2 separate regions of the Mus musculus genome follow, and region 1 is linked to region 2. A link is a contact called in public promoter capture Hi-C data. All regions are on one chromosome and are shown on one strand. Each heading gives the region's core, a stretch centred on a gene start, on an enhancer-like site or on the middle of the called end of the contact. The rest is flanking DNA. Distances are from core to core; before and after follow the strand shown.

Region 1 (4,159 bases), core at 557-3,056, 180 kb after region 2:
GATTCCATCTTACACATGTCAGAATGGCTAAGATCAAAAATGTAAGTGACAGCACATGCTAGCAAGGATGTGGAGCAAGGGGAACACTCCTCCATTGCTGCTAGGAGTGTAAACTTGTACAACCACTTTGGAAATCAATTTGGTTGGTTTCTCAAAAAATTGGGAATAGTTCTACTTCAAGACCCAGCATACCACTCCTGGGCATACACCCAAAAAATGTTCTACCACACAATAAGGGACACTTGCTCGACTATGATAATAGCAGCTTTACTCAGAATAGCCAGAAATTGTAAACAACCCAGATGTCCTTCACCTGAAGAATGGATACAGAAAACGTGGTTCATTTACACAATGGCATACTATTCATTTGTTAAAAACAAGCACATCATGAATGGAACTAGAAAATATCATCCTGAGTGAAGTAACCCAGACTCAAAAAGACATGCGTGGTATGTACTCACTTATAAGTGGATATTAACCATAAAATATAGAATAACCATGCTACAATCCACACACCCAAAGGAGCTTAAAGGTCCTAAGGAAGGATGCTTTAATCTCCCTCAGAAGAGGATATAAAATAGACATTAGAGGTGGATAGAGGGAGGGAATGATGTGGGAGAGCAGGCTGTGTGGTGGTGGTGTAAACCTTTAATTCCAGCACTCAGAAGGCAGAGAGAGGTACAGGCAGGCTGATCTCAGTTCGAGGCCAGCCTGGTCTATAGAGTGAGTCCCAAGACAGCCAGGGCTACATAGAGAAACCCTGTTTGTACACCCTCTTCAAAAGAAAGAGAATATTTTCACAGCTTGTACTCACTTTTTTTTTTTTTTTTTTTTTTTTTGAGACAGAGCCCCCACGTGGTCTAGACTGGCCCCAGAATTCACTACCCGCCTGCTCCAGCCTCCTATGTTTTGGGATTGCAGGTGTGAGCCACCTTGCCCAGCTTTTAATTTTTTAAAAAAATATTTTTAATGACATCTTTTGAAGAGCCAAAGTTTTAAAATGCTGAAGTCTAATTTATTGCTTCCTTTGACGAGTTATTAAAATTGTTTATTTTTTTCTGACCCAAACAAAGTATGACACATCTGTAGCCCTTTTAGCCCAAGAACTTTAAAAACACACTCTGCTGACTTTTCTATGTCTGATTTATGTTTATTTGGTTGCTGTGTGGGGTGGGAGGGAATCTCTTCATCGATGCTGCTGTCAGCCTCTCCTCACACCCTCCGGGCAGCCTTTTCTCAGTGGAGTCTCACCATAAAGTCTAACCTTGTGTTGTATGGCTTTTTCTGGGGCCATGGGAACAAACATTGTTCAGCCCAGAGAAGACACCAAAAACAGAACAAAGGAAGGATTCCAGATAAGGGCAGCTAGACAAACGAGTGAGTTTCCTGGGGTTTCTTGGAGTCTAGGTGAGGGGTTAGTTACAGGAGTGCAGGTGAGTCAGAGTCCCACATCATCAAAATGTCTCGTCGTCTACCGTGATGACTCACGAAAGCTGCATCCTTTTGGCTCCTAGCACAACTTGCCAGCAACTCATCCACACTGTTGAGAGTCTCCTCTCTGCAGCAATTGTCACCATAAGCTCAGGGAGGGGCCTCTGGAAGCTTAAGGTTAAGCACTTGGTAAGCCTTGAAAGTCCCAGGACTTCTGAGTCCCAGAAGGCTGCCTGCCCCTTTCCTCCAGGAGGAAGTTGCTACACCACCTCATTGCAATTCAGCAATCTCAAAATACCTTATCTGTGTAGCAACAGCGGCAGTCTGTTCACACCCAGTGAAGCAAGTCATGGCGGGAGGTATGTGTAAGGTGACAGATGATACTGTGACTGTGAGTGAACTCACCAGGGAAGTAAGCCTGGGCACAAGGATGCAGAAAGCCAAGCACAGAGGCTTTGTGGGAGAAGCCCACACACATCGGAGGAGGAGGAAGCATTCTGTAGTGACAGAGAAGTTGGGCTTGGGGTGTGGAGGTGACCAGGGGTATGAGCTACTGGAAAAGCCATGATAAGAGTCTCAGGGAGGAAGTGACTATCAGCAAGGCCAAGGTGTCACCTACATACTGTCACCTGTAAGCTAACAACTCATAGAAGTCTTCACCTAGATCAGGGGTTCTCAACAGGTGGGTGGGTTGCGATCCCTTTCACAGGAGCCATCTAAGACCACCTGAAAATAGAGATATTAACATTATGGTTTATAGATATTAACATTATAGCTTATAGCAGTAACAAAGTTACTGTTATGAGGTAGCAACAAAAATAATTCTATGGTTGGGGGTCACTGAAACATGAGAAACTGTATTAAAGGGTCACAGCATTAGGAAGGTTGAGAACCACTGGACTAGATCATTTGTAAAAAATTTACATTAGGCAAACCAATCCTAGTCAAGTATTTACTCATTCATCTATTTTATTTTACATTTTTAAACAAGGTCTAACTCTGTAGCTTGGGCTGGCTTTGAACTTGTGGATAACCCTCCAGCCTTGGCCTTCCATGTGTTGAAATTACAAGCGTGAGCTGCCTGCCACACCTGCTCCTTCCAAACATTTTTTTTTTAATCTTGAGCTAGAATTTCATTGCCTAAGCTATCCCTATCCTCAACAAGAATCTACTGATTTAGTCTCAGCAGCGGTGGGATTCCATCGAAAGCCATGCAGTTGTACAGTAAAGCACTGTGTCTGTAAATAAGTATATGGATCTGGCCTTAAAAGAATCATCAGGGTTTTGCTGTTGTTTTATGTATATCTGAGGAAACTCACAGGGGTCAAGAATTAGATCTCTGTGAGTTCGAATCCAGCCTGTCTACACAGATGGAGTTACAAAGCAGTTGTGAACTGCTCCACATGGGTGCTGGGATCTGAACTCCAGGCCTCTGGAAGAGCATGGAGCACTTTTGATCACTACAACTCTCCATCCCCCGTATCAGTTTTTCTTTACTGGCAGATTTTAGTTCACTTTCTGCTGCTATAACGGAATGCCCGAGACTATGATGTTTATAAAGAGCAAGTTGCTACAGTTTCAGAAGCTAGGAAATCGGAGGTCAAAGGGTCAAGGGTCTAGCAAGAGCCTTGCTGCATCATCTCATGACAGAATAGCAGAAAGAAAAAGAAAGGCAGGGAAATAATAGGGAAGGAGGGAGAGAGGGAGGAGTAAAGGGATGGGGGGAGAGAGGGAGAGAGAGAGAGAGAGAGAGAGAGAGAGAGAGAGAGAGAGAGAGAGAGAGAGAGAGAGAGAGAGAATGAGCAGAGAACAGAGATAAGGCACCAAGCTTATGATTTTATCAGAATCCACCCAGCAGAAATAGTCTTGGATCCCGGGATCTCATTCATTATGGAGAGAACTTTTAGTCTTATTAACTTTTATTAAAGGTCCCCTTCCCCTTCCTCTTCCCCCCTTTCTTCAGACAGGGACTCACTATATAACCTTGGCTAACTTGGAACTTACTATGTAGACTACATTGCCTTTAAACTCAGAAGTCTGCCTCCTGAGTACCAAGCTCTGTGAGTACTGGGGATGGAACTACGCAAGTTTAAGCTCAAACTTTCCTTTCCCCCCTCTCCTTCCTTCCTTCCCTCTTCCCTCTCTCCCTTCCTTCCTCCTTTCTTTTTTCTTTTCTTTCTTATATTCTTGAGACAAGGTCTCACTATATAGCCACTAAGTAGCTATCAGAGGATGATGAATTTCTGGATTTCCTTGGAGTGTGTGTGTGTGTGTGTGTGTGTGTGTGTGTGTGTGGGGTGTTTCTTGCAATAGAGTCTTTCTTTGTAGTTTAGACTGGCCTAAGGTAACCCTGTAGAGACAATCTCTTGTGCACTGTGGAGAAGATCACCTGTCAATAAAAAGCTGATGGCTAATGAGCTGAGGCAGGATTAGAAGGTGGGATATCTGGCAGGCACGGGGGGGGGGGGGGTGGGGGGGTGGGGGGGCGGGGTGGGGGGGCGGGGCAGGGGATTCTGGGAAAGAGTCAAGCATGGGAGATTTTGCTCCAGACTCAGAGGAGATCAATGAATGAAACTGAGAAGAACTAGCTGTGTGACAGACAAGGACTAGAATAAATGGGTTACATGAGTTCCAAGCTAGTCAAAGAATGACCCAAAGCTTAAATGGCTTAGGCTTTTAGTCATAAATAATTAAGCTAAGAGTTATTATTCTGGGGACAAAGAGACCT
Region 2 (4,374 bases), core at 215-2,714:
GCCAAAGAGGAAGCGGGCACGGGGCACATAGCCCGTGAAACCTGGGGGTGGGGGAGATGCTGAGTCAAGACGTCCTGCGGTCTCCCCTCGCCTTTGGTTGCTACCCACTTCCTCTCACCTGACATGAAGAACTTGTGGGGATCTGTATCATCCATGGAGTAGGGGGAAGCCTGATGAGAGAAGTCAATGAAAGAAAAAGAATTAAGTTCAGGCACCCCGCAGACAGCTGGCAGCCATGCCCCACGGTGCCCCCAGGCAAAGCACGAGCGCCCACCCCCACCCCACCTGCCTGCCCCATCTCACATGTGCCAACTCCTGCTTCAGCGGTGGCTCCTCTGCCTCCCGCAGCTGGTCTTCTTCCACTTCTCTCTCTCCCTTGGCTCCGTCTGGCAGTTGATGGCTCTCTTGCTCCCCGTGCCTTCGTGTAAATTCACTCATAGCTTCAGCCCAAACCTGGTTGCAGTTCTTGGCAAAAATGAACTGTGCCCGTGGTATAAAACCTGACGGAGAAGATGTGTTAGTTCACGGCACGTTCTCTTCGAAGGGGACACCCATTCAGACCTCTATACAGACCTGTATACCCAGGGATTATGCTGGAGCTGAGCCTTTCATGCCCGCGCCTGGGAGGCAGCCTCCCCTTGGAGATCACAGGAGATCTTGGAGACTGGATGGGAGGCAGAAGTGTGCGGTGGGCAGGAGGCCAGGCTAGACCAGGAGGGCCTCGGAGTAGCTGACCAGTCACCTGCCCATAGGTCTGGCCCATGCTGAACCGAAGTAGCGGGCAGTGTCCGGTGTACCTGCAGCACAGGATCCATCCCATAGCTCTGAGTTGGACCCTACACCACCATCCTGACACAGGCAGGAAAGCCCCGCTTTGGTGTGCACTTGCAGCAAGTGCTTGTGTGTTTATTTTTACACGGGGTCTCACTCTCTAGCCTAGGCTGACCAAACACCTTTGATCCTTCTACATCCCCGCCCCATGCTTGGCTCACACGGGTCCAACCACTCCTGCCCCAGCTTGAGTCTGGAGGTCTTTATTTCTGTTCTTTGTCTCTTTTACCTACTGGGGACAGGACCTAGTGCCTTGTGTTCTAGGCAATCATTAAATCACTGAAGCGACTACATCCCCAGCCCTCTGCCTGGGTGTCCAGTCCTTCCTGCTTTTACCCTGTTTCCGTGGGGACCACAACACAAAGCTTTGTTAGACCTGGCTCTCACAGCCGCTAGATTCCCCTTTCCATACCATACCATTGACACACCCCAGTTCTCATCTTGACCCCAGTGTCTGTGAACTGGCTCCTAGATCCCAATCCCCATTCCCAGAAGCAAGCAGGGGAGTGCTCTGGGAGGAGTCTTACCCTGGAATATAATGCGGATTCTCGCCGCTGAGCCCTGGGATGGAAGTGTTGACCACAGCCATGGGAACTGGCGCAGTTCCTTTTATTTCCCTTCCAGGAGGGACTCTGGGCCCTGTGTACTGTGTCCAGGGCTATGGGGCAGGAGGGAGGGGGCGGGGCCGAGAGTTGGCGAATGAAGGCCCACCCCCCACTCCCTGGAGTGGGGATTGCTGGGGTAAAGCCAGCAGAGGTGGTGGAGAGGAGCTTCCTGGTCTTCCCGGAGTGGGTGCCGCTCTGTCACTTGGAAAAGGGCAGAGGCTGAGGGGAACAGCTGCGAAAGCCTCTGGGTGGAAGGCAAGAGGATGAGGCCAGCCTGGTCTACAGAGTGAGTTCCAGGACAGCCAGGGCTACACAGAGAAACCCTGTCTCGAGAAACAGAAAGAGAGAGAGAGAGAGAGAGAGAGAGAGAGAGAGAGAGAGAGAGAGAGAGAGAGAGAGAGAGAGAGAGAGAGAGAGAGAGAAAGAGAGAGAAAGAGAGGGAAAGAAAGAGGGAAAGGGAAAGAAAAAGAAACAGATAATTGCATTAATGCAAGGATTATTTACTGGATAGCTGCTATACTCCAAATCATCCACTCATTAATAACGTCTTGCTCGGCTCAACACCCTAAGGATGGCAGAACGTACTATGCGGAAGGAAGGTCCACAAGCCTCTGGCTAAGACTGAGCCGCTGGCCTCATGTGCAGCTGCGGATGATACTGTTTACCCTGACTGCCCTGGCGCCCAAATTAATGTACCAACGTCCTGGAGCTGGAAACAGAGGCCCCACACAGGCAGGGCAAGTCCTCTACCACCCAAGTGTATCCCCCAGGACATAAAGATATTAGCTCAGAAGAATGTGAAGCCAGAATTGTGGGGTGGGGGCAAGAACTGGGGCATGAGGCCCGGCAGGCTTTGACACCTATCTGAGGGCCTCATCCTCTTGGAGGAGGTAGGTACCTTAACTTTCTCTGGCCCCAACTTCTCCAAACTCCAGTGAGAAAGTTAAAATACCTGAGCTTACCAAGACTCTGAGGGTCAGCGGTCTCGAGAAGGTAGGTGAAAGGAGTGGTGACTAAGGCCTCACGAGGATGCCTCGGCTTCTGACACAGGGAATGTGGGTGAGTGGTAACCCTGTGAGGAGTCGGGGGTGTGCTCCCACTCAGAGGGTTCAGGGAAGGAGAGTCATGTAAGGATAAAGGATTAAGACCAGCAGGCAAGCCAACTTTACTTTTTTAAACAAAGCAAAGTTTTTAACAGTCTAGATTGTGAGCCTGGGCTTCTGGCACTCTTGTAGCTAGGAGGGGCCCTGTGGAATAGCCTTAGCTCCTCAGAAGGAGACACACAAGAGGAGAGGAGGTTGCTTTCTGGCTCGAAATGGCCCTCTATGTGATGATGGAACACTTGAGCAGACACCTTGAACCCTTGAGAACACTTCCCAGGGACAAACATCAGGGTGGACTAGATGGATGAGAGACTGAGCAGCTGAAGTGACCCACTTTTCTATTCCGTTATTGTTAAGGCCATTTTTACTTTGAGTCAAAGCGTTATTACTTAAAGTCTTTGAAGGCTAGACAGGCTCAAAAGCTAAATGTGGTAGCACACTCCTAACATTGGCACTTGGGAGGCTGAGGCAGGAGGACTGCCTGCCTGGCCTACATAGCCTGACCCTGTCTTAAAACCAACAGCTGGCTCAGCTTTGACCTTCACTTGATACTGAGCTTGCCCACAATCACTGCAGCTCAGTTCTCTCAACTGTAACACAGGAAAAGGAGGTTCCTGCCTCAGAGTAAAGCAGGCAGCACGGGACACACAGGTACCCAGTGTCTGCTTCGGGCTAAGTTGCTAACTTAACGGCGACCTGTAATATTTGATGGGAATGGGGAAGAGGCAAGGGCAGTCCCGGATGTGGGGGTAGGAAAAGTATGAGATAGAACATTGGAAAGCTTTCTAATTCAAAGCTGAGGATTAGGAAAGGGTCTTTTTCCTCCCTGGGTAGGGAGGGGTGTTGGCTGAGGACAGTCTGTGTAGCCCAGGCTCACTGTGTAGTTGTAAGACCTGCTGATCTCCAGCCCCTGCCTCCTGAGTTGTGGTTAGAGGCATAGACCACCAAGCCTGCCTATATAGAAGATTTTTCTGCAGAAGAGATGGCAGCAGTTAGAACCACATGCTTAGGCAAAGCGGCTCAGTGGTGGACCACTTACCTGGTCCACACAGGCCCTTGCATTGCAGCGTTTTTTTAAAAAGAGGAAATGGGTTAGGAGCTGGAGACACCGTTCAGTTGGCAGGTACTTGCCTGTCATGCTTTAGGCCCTGGTGTTGCATATGCTGTGTGCTGTACCACCCCCACCCCATAATCACAGACCTTGGGAGGCAGAGGCAAGAGGATAGGGAGATGGGGAGGGGTCAAAGCCATCCTTATGAGGTTAGCCTGTGCTACATAAAAAAACAAAACACTAGACTTTGTTAAGATTTGTGTTATTAGCCAGGCGTGGTGGTGCACGCCTTTAGTCCCAGCACTTGGGAGGCAGAGGCAGGTGAATTTCTGAGTTTGAGGCCAGCCTGGTCTACAGAGTGAGTTCCAGGACAGCCAGGGCTACACAGAGAAACCCTGTCTCAAAAAAACAAAAAACAAAAACAAAAAAAAAAACAATCAAACAAAAAGATTTGTGTTATTTATGTAAGAAAGTGTGTTCTAGTTGGTGGGATAGCCTTGTTATTCTAACCGGGGGAAAATAATAAAATGGCTTTCCAAAAAGGAACTTTCATTGCCTCTGTGCCTCCCTCCACTAGGGGTCGCCACAGTAACACAAGTAACAAGGGAGCTGCCATTCGCTTTATCAGTGTTCTACAAAACAAAGGTCCAGTGAGGAAAGCAGCAGCAGCAGCTTGCCTGTGCACACAGCCTCCTGGGCCAGAACTGCAGCCACAGCTTTCTGTCCTGCCTTGATCCTCTCTAAGTTTCAGGTGGCTCCCAGGTCCGGGACATGGTGGCTCACA

The links. Promoter capture Hi-C pulls out the DNA fragments that hold promoters and counts their contacts.
Region 1: a promoter capture Hi-C map of hematopoietic stem and progenitor cells shows a contact between it and region 2. The contact joins the enhancer-like site here to the promoter of Fam166b in region 2. A contact is called at or near these places in 13 of 39 promoter capture datasets (the 3T3-L1 cell line, the C10 cell line, the HPC-7 cell line and 8 more), 1 of 15 datasets of contacts at CTCF or cohesin (large pre-B cells), 1 of 115 datasets of contacts at active chromatin or transcription factors (regulatory T cells) and 3 of 9 other capture datasets (adipose tissue, liver and pancreatic islet).

What each region holds. Positions count from the first base shown.
Region 1 is chr4:43,603,470-43,607,628 of GRCm38.p6, forward strand. Gm42279 (a long non-coding RNA gene) reads right to left here. Exons shown (of 3, transcript XR_881221.1): 2 at 2,092-2,157. Among named protein-coding and RNA genes, the nearest start is that of Gm42279, 17 kb to the right of the region's middle. Within about 2 kb of position 1,807, at least 57 of the 459 cell types and tissues checked have an H3K27ac peak or open chromatin away from gene starts, as enhancers often do. A contact at or near this core is called in the HPC-7 cell line, hematopoietic stem and progenitor cells and trophoblast stem cells, where this site is marked.
Region 2 is chr4:43,427,670-43,432,043 of GRCm38.p6, forward strand. Fam166b (family with sequence similarity 166, member B) reads right to left here and starts at 1,465. Exons shown (of 6, transcript NM_001369077.1): 1 at 1,359-1,465; 2 at 574-797; 3 at 304-500; 4 at 119-170; 5 at 1-41. The coding sequence starts at 1,420.